Regions from separate parts of the Mus musculus genome. Here region 2 is linked to region 1. Evidence: chromatin contacts called from public Hi-C data. All regions are on one chromosome and are shown on one strand. The core of a region is the stretch at or near the end of the contact, and the rest is flanking DNA. Distances in the headings are between cores, read along the strand shown.

Region 1 (4,150 bases), core at 1,101-3,600:
TGCTCTGTTAAACATGTGACCAACATTACTCCATTCCACTCTCCTCCACTTTAACACTCCTACACACTTCCTGGAAGCCTTATGAGATGCAGTTCTAGGCTGCAGCACTACCCTCTTTAAAACACGTCCAACACAACACCCATCTCTCCTGAATTCTCTTTAGAGAGCACTTGTGCTAACAAGGAAATGGAGCCACTGTCACTGCTAACACGACATCTCATTACCACCAAACCTGCCCTGTAAAAGTCTGGCATTCAGTGTGCAGCTTTACACTACACTACTGATCAGAATATCGCTGGTCAGAAAGCATGAGTGAGGAAGGCCTCTGCTACTCTCAAACTCCGATCTCCGATGCTTGCAGTCTCACTTCTGTTTCTATTGTTAATAATTGATATTGTTATCTAAAGAATCAGAGCCAGGCATGGAGAGATGGCGTGGTGGTTAAAAATGTTTATTCCTCTTGCAGAAGTTTGGTTCCCAGCACCCGTCCTTGTTAGGTTTGCAATTGACTATTACTCTACCCTCAGATTCCCATCAGAACCCTCTCATGCATATATCCACAAGTACATTCATACACACACACACACAGACACACACAGACACACACACTACAAATAAATCTTATACAAACGAACAAACAAACAGGGACAAAGTCCTTATGGTACGGGGGGGGGGGGGGGGGGGGGGGGGGAAGGAGCCTGAACTACACAGAGAATTTAACACAAGGCTGGGCTACAGAGATCTTGTCTCCAAACAAACAAACAAAAGCTCAAGAACAGGATTACAAGTTTTCAAATCAAATAGCCAACATCTTGCTTTGCTTTAGAGACTCATAATACCCTCTGAAACTAGAACAGAAAGAAGTTGTGGAAGTGGATTGCTGCCTTGGGTCTCTTCTTAAAGCGCAACAGACACTTGGCACATTGCAGGGAGACATAACGGCTAAAATGGAGGTCAAAGAAGTGCTTAGAGTAAGTAAACACATACTGTGTGTGCACACACACAATCGGAAACAGGTGATGTTGCCTTACAATGACACACTGAAATAAAAGCTTATTTCTTTATACAAGTCTGTGTGTCTATGCCACAGATGGCAAGCAAGGGTCAGAAGACAACTCCTGGGAACTGGTTCTCTGTCATTTCACCTTATTGGTTCTGGGCTTGGCCACAGGCTTGGCCTCAGGTGCTCTTACCTGTCAGCTTGCTGGCCTCACCTTATCTCTTAACCTAGTCTTTTTTTTTTTTTTTTTTTTAATGTGAAGGAGGTACGCTTTCTATTACAAAGCTGGAATGGGAGGAAAACTTATCATGTGCACAGCCTGGAAAAGTCCCAGCTTCGCCAGAAACCTGCAACGCTCTAGTAACAATCATGTCTTCACAACTGGGTTCCAGGTGTGGGATAAGATCAAAGAGCAGAAAAACAAGATTGTGATTTCTCCCATACCTTATCACACAAAAGGGTGAGAGACTGGTGATTTCCGAAACTCTATTCCCCTCAAGGGCTAACAATAGGATTTAAAGTAGACTTTAAGCAGAAGTAATGCTATCTAAAATATTTTTCAAACGTTGTCAGTGTCTTTCCCCTCCAAGTCTCAAACTATCTCAACTCACTTGTAACAGAAATGTTTAACTAAAATTCGGGATTCTGATAATCTACTGTAGAAGTAACGCAGATGTAATTCATTCAAACACAAAAAACCAACCAAACAAAAAAACTCAAAACAAACAACTCATGATAGTAAACTAACAAAATCTTTCAGTGTTTTTCCCAAAGAAGAGAAAAGGAAGGAGGAAAGAAGGAAGACACGGAAAGATAGACAGACAAGGTAGGAAGAAAGAAAGGAGAAGAGAATTCAGCTGTAAAGCCCGAAAGAACGTACAGGGATTTCAGCGACATAAACTTAGCAGCCCTGCAAGAACAGTCAACTCGCTGCAAGGCAAACAGTCACCAGGTAACGGAGAGAGCGGACACAGACCCGGAAATGACTCTGAACTGCAAAAACAGCCAAGGGAATCCGAGAGACCAAGTCTCTGAGCACAGAGAGCAGGGTAGAGGAGGGGTCCGGCCCGGGGGTTCTCAGGCCAACAGGGAACGATGCTCTTCCCGGAAGCGCGCGCCCCGACCACCCCGACGGCGGCGGCGTCCACCTTCTCTGTTGACACGGTGTGGGAGCCCACCCGAGTTCTGCCTGACGACGCCTGGCCGCGCAGCAAGACCCCCACCTCCCAGCTCCGCCGCTGTCACCTCCTCGGTCTCCGTCTCCGCCTCCGGGTCTGCTCCCGCGACGGCCGCCTCGGCCGCCACCTCCCCGGAAGGTCTTCACACGCCGGACCCTGCGCGCCACTTCCGCCTAGGCGTCTCTGTGCGCGTGCGCCGGCGCGCGGCTCCGCCCCTTCGCCCTCCCCACCCCCTCGGCTGTTTCTACCTCTCCACCCTGCTCCTGCGTGCTCTGAGCAAGGGTCCTGTCCATCTCGTGGCTTCTGCGACCCAGTTGACTTCACATCCGCGATCGTGAGCCGGGGCGTGTGAAGGATGCCAAGGTTTAGAGTGCTCGAGCCGGATCTCAGCAGCCTGAGGTTCCCTTTCCCCAGCCTCCACCTTTTGATTCAAAGGGATGAAGTTGCTTCTCAACTACTTTCCTGTCCCAGTTCTCCGGACTCACTCCTACCCTTCTGGCCAAGGTGGACTGAAGAAACAGGAAGCCTGCGTCACATGCCCTTACAGTGATGATGGTTTGTAATTGGCCAGAAATGAACCAGGATTGTGTTGACATGCCACTCACTGCTTGAAATGTAAATCCCTGGCTTGGAGTCTGACAAATGTTATAAAATCTCTGATATTTGATCGCCAAATATCATAAATTATTCCACATTGAGAGCTACACTTACAGTTACTGAGATACAATGAAGAAAATGCCAAGATGGGCTTGGCGATAAGGATTATTACGATTACCTTAACCGGAATAGTATTCAAGAGTCTGCTTTGAAAAGGGGTGAATAGTGTCAACAGAAACGTTACAATCCGGTCAGATGTGTGTAAGTTTTAAAATTTCACAAGAATTAGGCATTGGGAAGCATTTATGCCTTAGGAGAGAATCTCTGAAGTGGTGAGGGAAAAGGTCCAGCTAGACATTTTAAAAATACCAGCCTTGCTAAGCCAGTTTTGTATGAAAGTTGAAACTTTAAAAAAAGGGGAGGAAAGAAAAAATCCTAAAGAGAATAACAAAGCCCATTTAGACATTTAGAGATGTCATTCTATGGCTCAACAATAGCAAATAGTAGCAGTAAAACAACTGTCAGCCAAGAAGGAACATTATTTATCAAACACCTGTTGAATGTGCCTATGTGTAGGGTCATATGCATAATTTATAAGTAGCTTATATGGACTTCCAGCCCTTAAGGAGTTATAGGACATAGGTGAGAAGGTAAATGGTAATATAAATCTGGAATACAAGAGGGGTTAAGGTCCACCCACTCTTGCTTAGGCAATCACAATAGCCTAGCTGGCTTCTATTATCTTTTACTTCCTTACAGCCTAATTCTGCCCAAGAGCAGGATTTGATGCTGCTTTGCTCTCAATGCTTTAATGGCTTTTACCATCTCATTGAAACCTAAAACCCTCTCCGTGGTTTGCAACTTGTTCTTGATGGGTCATATCCAAACAACACTTTAGAATTCATCTAACCCCCGTCAGGCACGACATGCCTCACTTTGCTTTGCTTTTCCTATTCCTTTGGTGTGGCACATTGCCCTCAGATATGTCCACTGGGAATGAAAACCAAGCATTTACCAACTGTTACCGTGGAATTAGGGATGAGGTGAGTGAGAGAGTAAGCAGGTAAGAGCAGCCCTGTTTGCCAATAGGAGCAAGGAAGACTGCAGTTATGGCCAGCCACAAAGCTAGATCCGAAACAGGGTTACCATTGCCTGTGGACTCATGAGGAATGCATACTCTTAATGTGAAGACAAGAAGCGCAGTCTCAGCATGTTGATAGCTTTTGACTAACCACAGAACAAACAGAAGAACCAAGGAACTATTCCCACAAAAGATAACCTCATGCCCAAACTCTATCCTTGAGAGGGAAACAGATCCCGTGACTCTTGATGAAAAACATTGTATTGCCACTGAGAAACACTGTATTTCAGTTTA
Region 2 (4,150 bases), core at 1,217-3,716, 9.6 Mb after region 1:
CCTGAGTGACTCTTACACATTACAAAGTCCAGCCACAGCACAAGGTACAACCTTGGCTATCTCTCGAACACAGCCTCTGTGCTCTCAGAAAACACTTCCCAGAAGATTTCACCTCAGTGATGCTGGTCTCTTCTTATCACCACTAACTTCTTTTTCTCTTTCTTTTTTTTTTTAAGATTTATTTATTTATTTTATGTGTATGAGTACACACTGTAGCTGTACAGATAGTTGTGAGCCTTCATCTGGTTATTGGGAATTGAATTTAAGATTTCTGCTCACTCAGGTCAAGCCCACTCGATCTGGCCAAAGATTTATTTATTATTATAAATAAGTACACTGTAGCTGTCTTCAGACACACCAGAAGACGGTGTCAGATCTCATTGCGGGTGGTTGTAAGCCACCATGTGGTTGCTGGGATTTGAACTCAGAAGAGCAGTCAGTGCTCTTACCCCCTGAGCCATCTCAATTTCTTAGCTCCAGCTCACCAGCATCAATAGTCCCAGTAATGCAAAGTTTTCACTTTAGTAGTTCTGGTATCTTGTTATTTACAGCAGATTCTTCAGCCCCAGCTAACCAAAACCACAGAATCTTCACAATAAAAATAGCAGCGGCACTGATAAGAGTCTTTAGTCTTCCCTCTGAAATTTCACAAGCCAGGCCTCCATCTTGTGCACTGTTCTCAACATTATCTTCCAAGCTCCTATACAACATCCCACAGAGCTCTTAATACCGAATGGATCTTCTAGCCCAAAGTTCCAAAGTCCTTCCACAGTCCTCCCCAAAACATCATCAGGTTGTCACAAGAATACCCCATTCCTGGTACCAATGTGTCTTAGTCAGGGTTTGTATTCCTGCACAAATATGACCAATAAGCAAGTTGGAGAGGAAAGGGTTTATTCAGCTTACACTTTCCACATTGCTGTTCATCACCAAAGGAAGTCAGGACTGGAACTCAAGCAGATCAGGAAGCAGGAGCTGATGCAGAGGCCATGGAGGGATGTTTCTTACTGGCTTGCTTCCCCTGGCTTGCTCAACTTGCTCTCTTCTAGAACCCAAGACTACCAGCCCAGAGATGGCACCACCCACAATAGGCCCTCCCCCCTTGATCATCAACCAAAAAAATGCCCCACAGCTGGATCTCATGAAGGCACTTCCCAACTGAAGCGTCTTTCTCTGTGATAACTCCAGCCTGTGTCAAGTTGACACACAAAACCAGCCAGTACAGACAATAGGGCAACTGTACATACAAGCTCACTGCAGTTACAACACCATGCACAAGACCCGTGCAAGCCCAAACCAGAACAAATCTCAGCACAGAGACAAGAGTTCGGCACCAAATACCTAGTACCAAGCTACGGCAATTACTAGCTGCTGGGAGAGGAGGAGAAGGGTTTCTCTAAGAGTATATAGCCCGAGGTAAGCCAATAACAATCCAATGAAATATTCAAGAATATTGAATTCAGCATAAGTTAGTCTTAAAGGGTTTTGAAACAAAAAAGAAAGATAGGTCACAAAGATAGGTGGACTGGGGACAGAATTTTCAGTGGTGAATATAATCAAAATGAGTTGTATATATAGATCAGAGAACTAAAGAGAAAAGGAGAAACCAGGCTACACCGCCAGAAATTCAGGGAGCCAACAAGCCCTGGGTCATGGGGGAAATGTCTCTTCCCATTACATCACTCCAGGCTCTTGGAAGATCCCAGAGCTCAAGGGAGCCACACAAGGTCATTAGCCCACAATGTGTAAAAAGGCCACCCCCACTCCCCCCTACACACATATACACACAGGCACGCACGCGCACACACATACACACCACACACACAAGCCTTGTCACACACCAAGACTCCAAACTTCAAGACTAGCTCTAGTCTCTTGGTCTTTGCCGTTGCATTCAGCCAGGCAATTCTGTATGTTTTCCCCGCAAGGCAAGCGACCAAGCTGTATTTCCAAATTCATGATGAGTGCAGCTCCCCAAGACTTCTGTCCTCACCAATTCAGACATTTGTTCCTGTGGAGGATGGCTCTGATCCCTCACAAACCTCAACAGAGAGCGGGGGTGGAAAGGTGACATCTAGATGCCCCAGGTCCAATCTCCCTGACCTGGCACTAACACAGGGGACACACCTACAGCGTCATAGCCTGGGAAGCAGGCCAGACTGACCTGTAGCTTGTTTAGGACAAGATAGTGGACCCCTAACCCCGTTCTCACATGGCCCCCTCCCCATCCCAGGGTCTTCACCGAGACCCTCCTCCGGGATGGGCAGAGAAGCTGATTCCACTCCCAAAGACTCCACGCATCGAGGATGGAGCAGCGGCAGACACCTGAACCTTGTGGGTGGCCCACGCCAGCTCTCCGGACTCTTCCCCGCCTGGAGGGATCTGCAAGAGCCGAGGACGTCTGCACTTTCGCTCACCAGAACCGCAGTAGAATCGTCCACAGGCACAGGTGACGACTGCAGGATGCGGAAGTACACCGACCGGGGTGACGCGCGCGCACTTCACTACCCACGCAGCGCTAGAGATGGGGGAACTACAATACCCAGAATGCCGCGTACTGCAGGACACCCCATGCTGACTTGGCTGCAACCCGAAGCTTCAGACTATAGGAGGGGCTCCCTAGCACTGCCGGACTCTTTCATTGACTGCAAGACAACAGGGTAAGATCTTAGAGAAACAGAAAAAAAGCAGAAAAGCCAAACCGAAGTAATCTTTGCGTACTTCTAAGGAAGCTCATTAATCAATTCTTTTAAAAAAGATGTGCTATCTAGATGCCTTCCTCCTGCCAATTCAATCTTGGTTGGTTTTTTGTTTGTTTGTTTGTTTTGTTTTTTTTCTTTTTTACGTGCCTGTGAGTCGTGTGTTTTAAACTGCAGCATGTGTGGATACTGTGGGTGTTGTTTCTTGAAAATAATACTTTTTTTAAAAAATGATTACAAAAAGACAAGGGCAAACTAAGTTTGAAGATATTCATAGTGTAATGTTTTAAACTATTTTGCTCATACAAAAAAACACTTCTTGGTTGTAACAGAAAGACAAAAATCTTTGCGAAAAGACTAGGAATTTGAGCGGAACTCAATTTAATTGAATTTGAATTTTCAATTGTATTTCTAGTATTTGACGTGAGCAGTATTTTCAAATTATTTCCCATTTGCTTCTTAAAGTGAGGTGGCAAACAGCAGAAGTCAACAGGGACCAGATTCAGTCTTCCACATAAAACAAGCTTTAAAAGGACAACATGGACTAAGAAACCGATGGGGAAGCACTGCACACAGAAACAATGGAGGAATATCAGTGATGTGGACAATAAACGAAGTGAGCAGCGAACTCCCCTGGTGAGAAACCGTTCTGGCACAGAACAGAGAAGGGAGACCCGAGCAAGACCTGGAGGTCAACCTGAGACGAAGCCGGGGCCCTGGGGAAACCAAGGCAGCTTCAGTTCAAAGGACAGTACGAAGGACCAGAGAAATCCACAGAGGTTCAGTGGCTCCTTCCTCGGGCGTTCACCGAACACTGACAGCACGCGACACACAGCTGTGCCATCCCAGGGAAAAGTCCCGGGAAAAATGTCAGTGGGAATAAAGGGGGTGAGGAACAACACCTCTTCCTATGAGGCCATAAAGCCTTCAGAGTTGTACATAATACCTGGAAATGGTTTCATCTTGATAGGAAGACAAGATGGGGCCCCCGAGCCTTTCTTGTTTCACCTAGGAAAATGCAAAACTAAGCCTAGAAAAGATCAAATTGTTTACAAGTAACTTCATTTTATTTTTTTTTAAGTTTGAGCATACTTAGGATACACGCCACACTTGATAAGGCAAAAAACATGGAATGTCAAGTTTTCAATTAAAAGATGTCATGCCAGTAAAATGGGTCTATATTGTTCAGATAAAGAAAAAATAAAATCAGTAAGAATAATACTAGGAAATAAGGAGAGGCGCTGGAGAGGTGGCTACCGAGTGTTAAGAGCACTTGGGAATCTTGCAGAGGACCCAGGTTCAGTTCCCAGCATCTATAAGATGGCTCACAACTGCTTAGAATTCCACTTCCAAGGATCAGATGCCCTCTTCTGGTCTCTACAGACAACTGCATGCACACAGTGCACTTACCTGCAGGCAAAACACATTAATACTTATAAAAATAAATAAAA

Evidence for each region. Hi-C and Micro-C count contacts between places; a contact is called where the count stands out from the background.
Region 2: a Hi-C map of CD8 T cells shows a contact between it and region 1, with 6 times the contacts expected there. The contact joins the promoter of Zfp169 here to the promoter of Slc35b3 in region 1. A contact is called at or near these places in 1 of 39 promoter capture datasets (pre-B cells) and 1 of 484 Hi-C or Micro-C datasets (CD8 T cells).

The regions. Positions count from the first base shown.
Region 1 is chr13:38,958,187-38,962,336 of GRCm38.p6, forward strand. Slc35b3 (solute carrier family 35, member B3) reads right to left here and starts at 2,351. Exons shown (of 10, transcript NM_134060.4): 1 at 2,246-2,351. It overlaps 5033403F01Rik (RIKEN cDNA 5033403F01 gene), which reads left to right and starts at 2,433. Exons shown (of 3, transcript NR_131019.1): 1 at 2,433-3,036.
Region 2 is chr13:48,510,970-48,515,119 of GRCm38.p6, forward strand. It overlaps Zfp169 (zinc finger protein 169), which reads right to left and starts at 2,467. Exons shown (of 5, transcript NM_026450.3): 1 at 2,326-2,467. A830005F24Rik (RIKEN cDNA A830005F24 gene) reads left to right here and starts at 2,601. Exons shown (of 2, transcript NR_165458.1): 1 at 2,601-2,660; 2 at 3,165-3,870.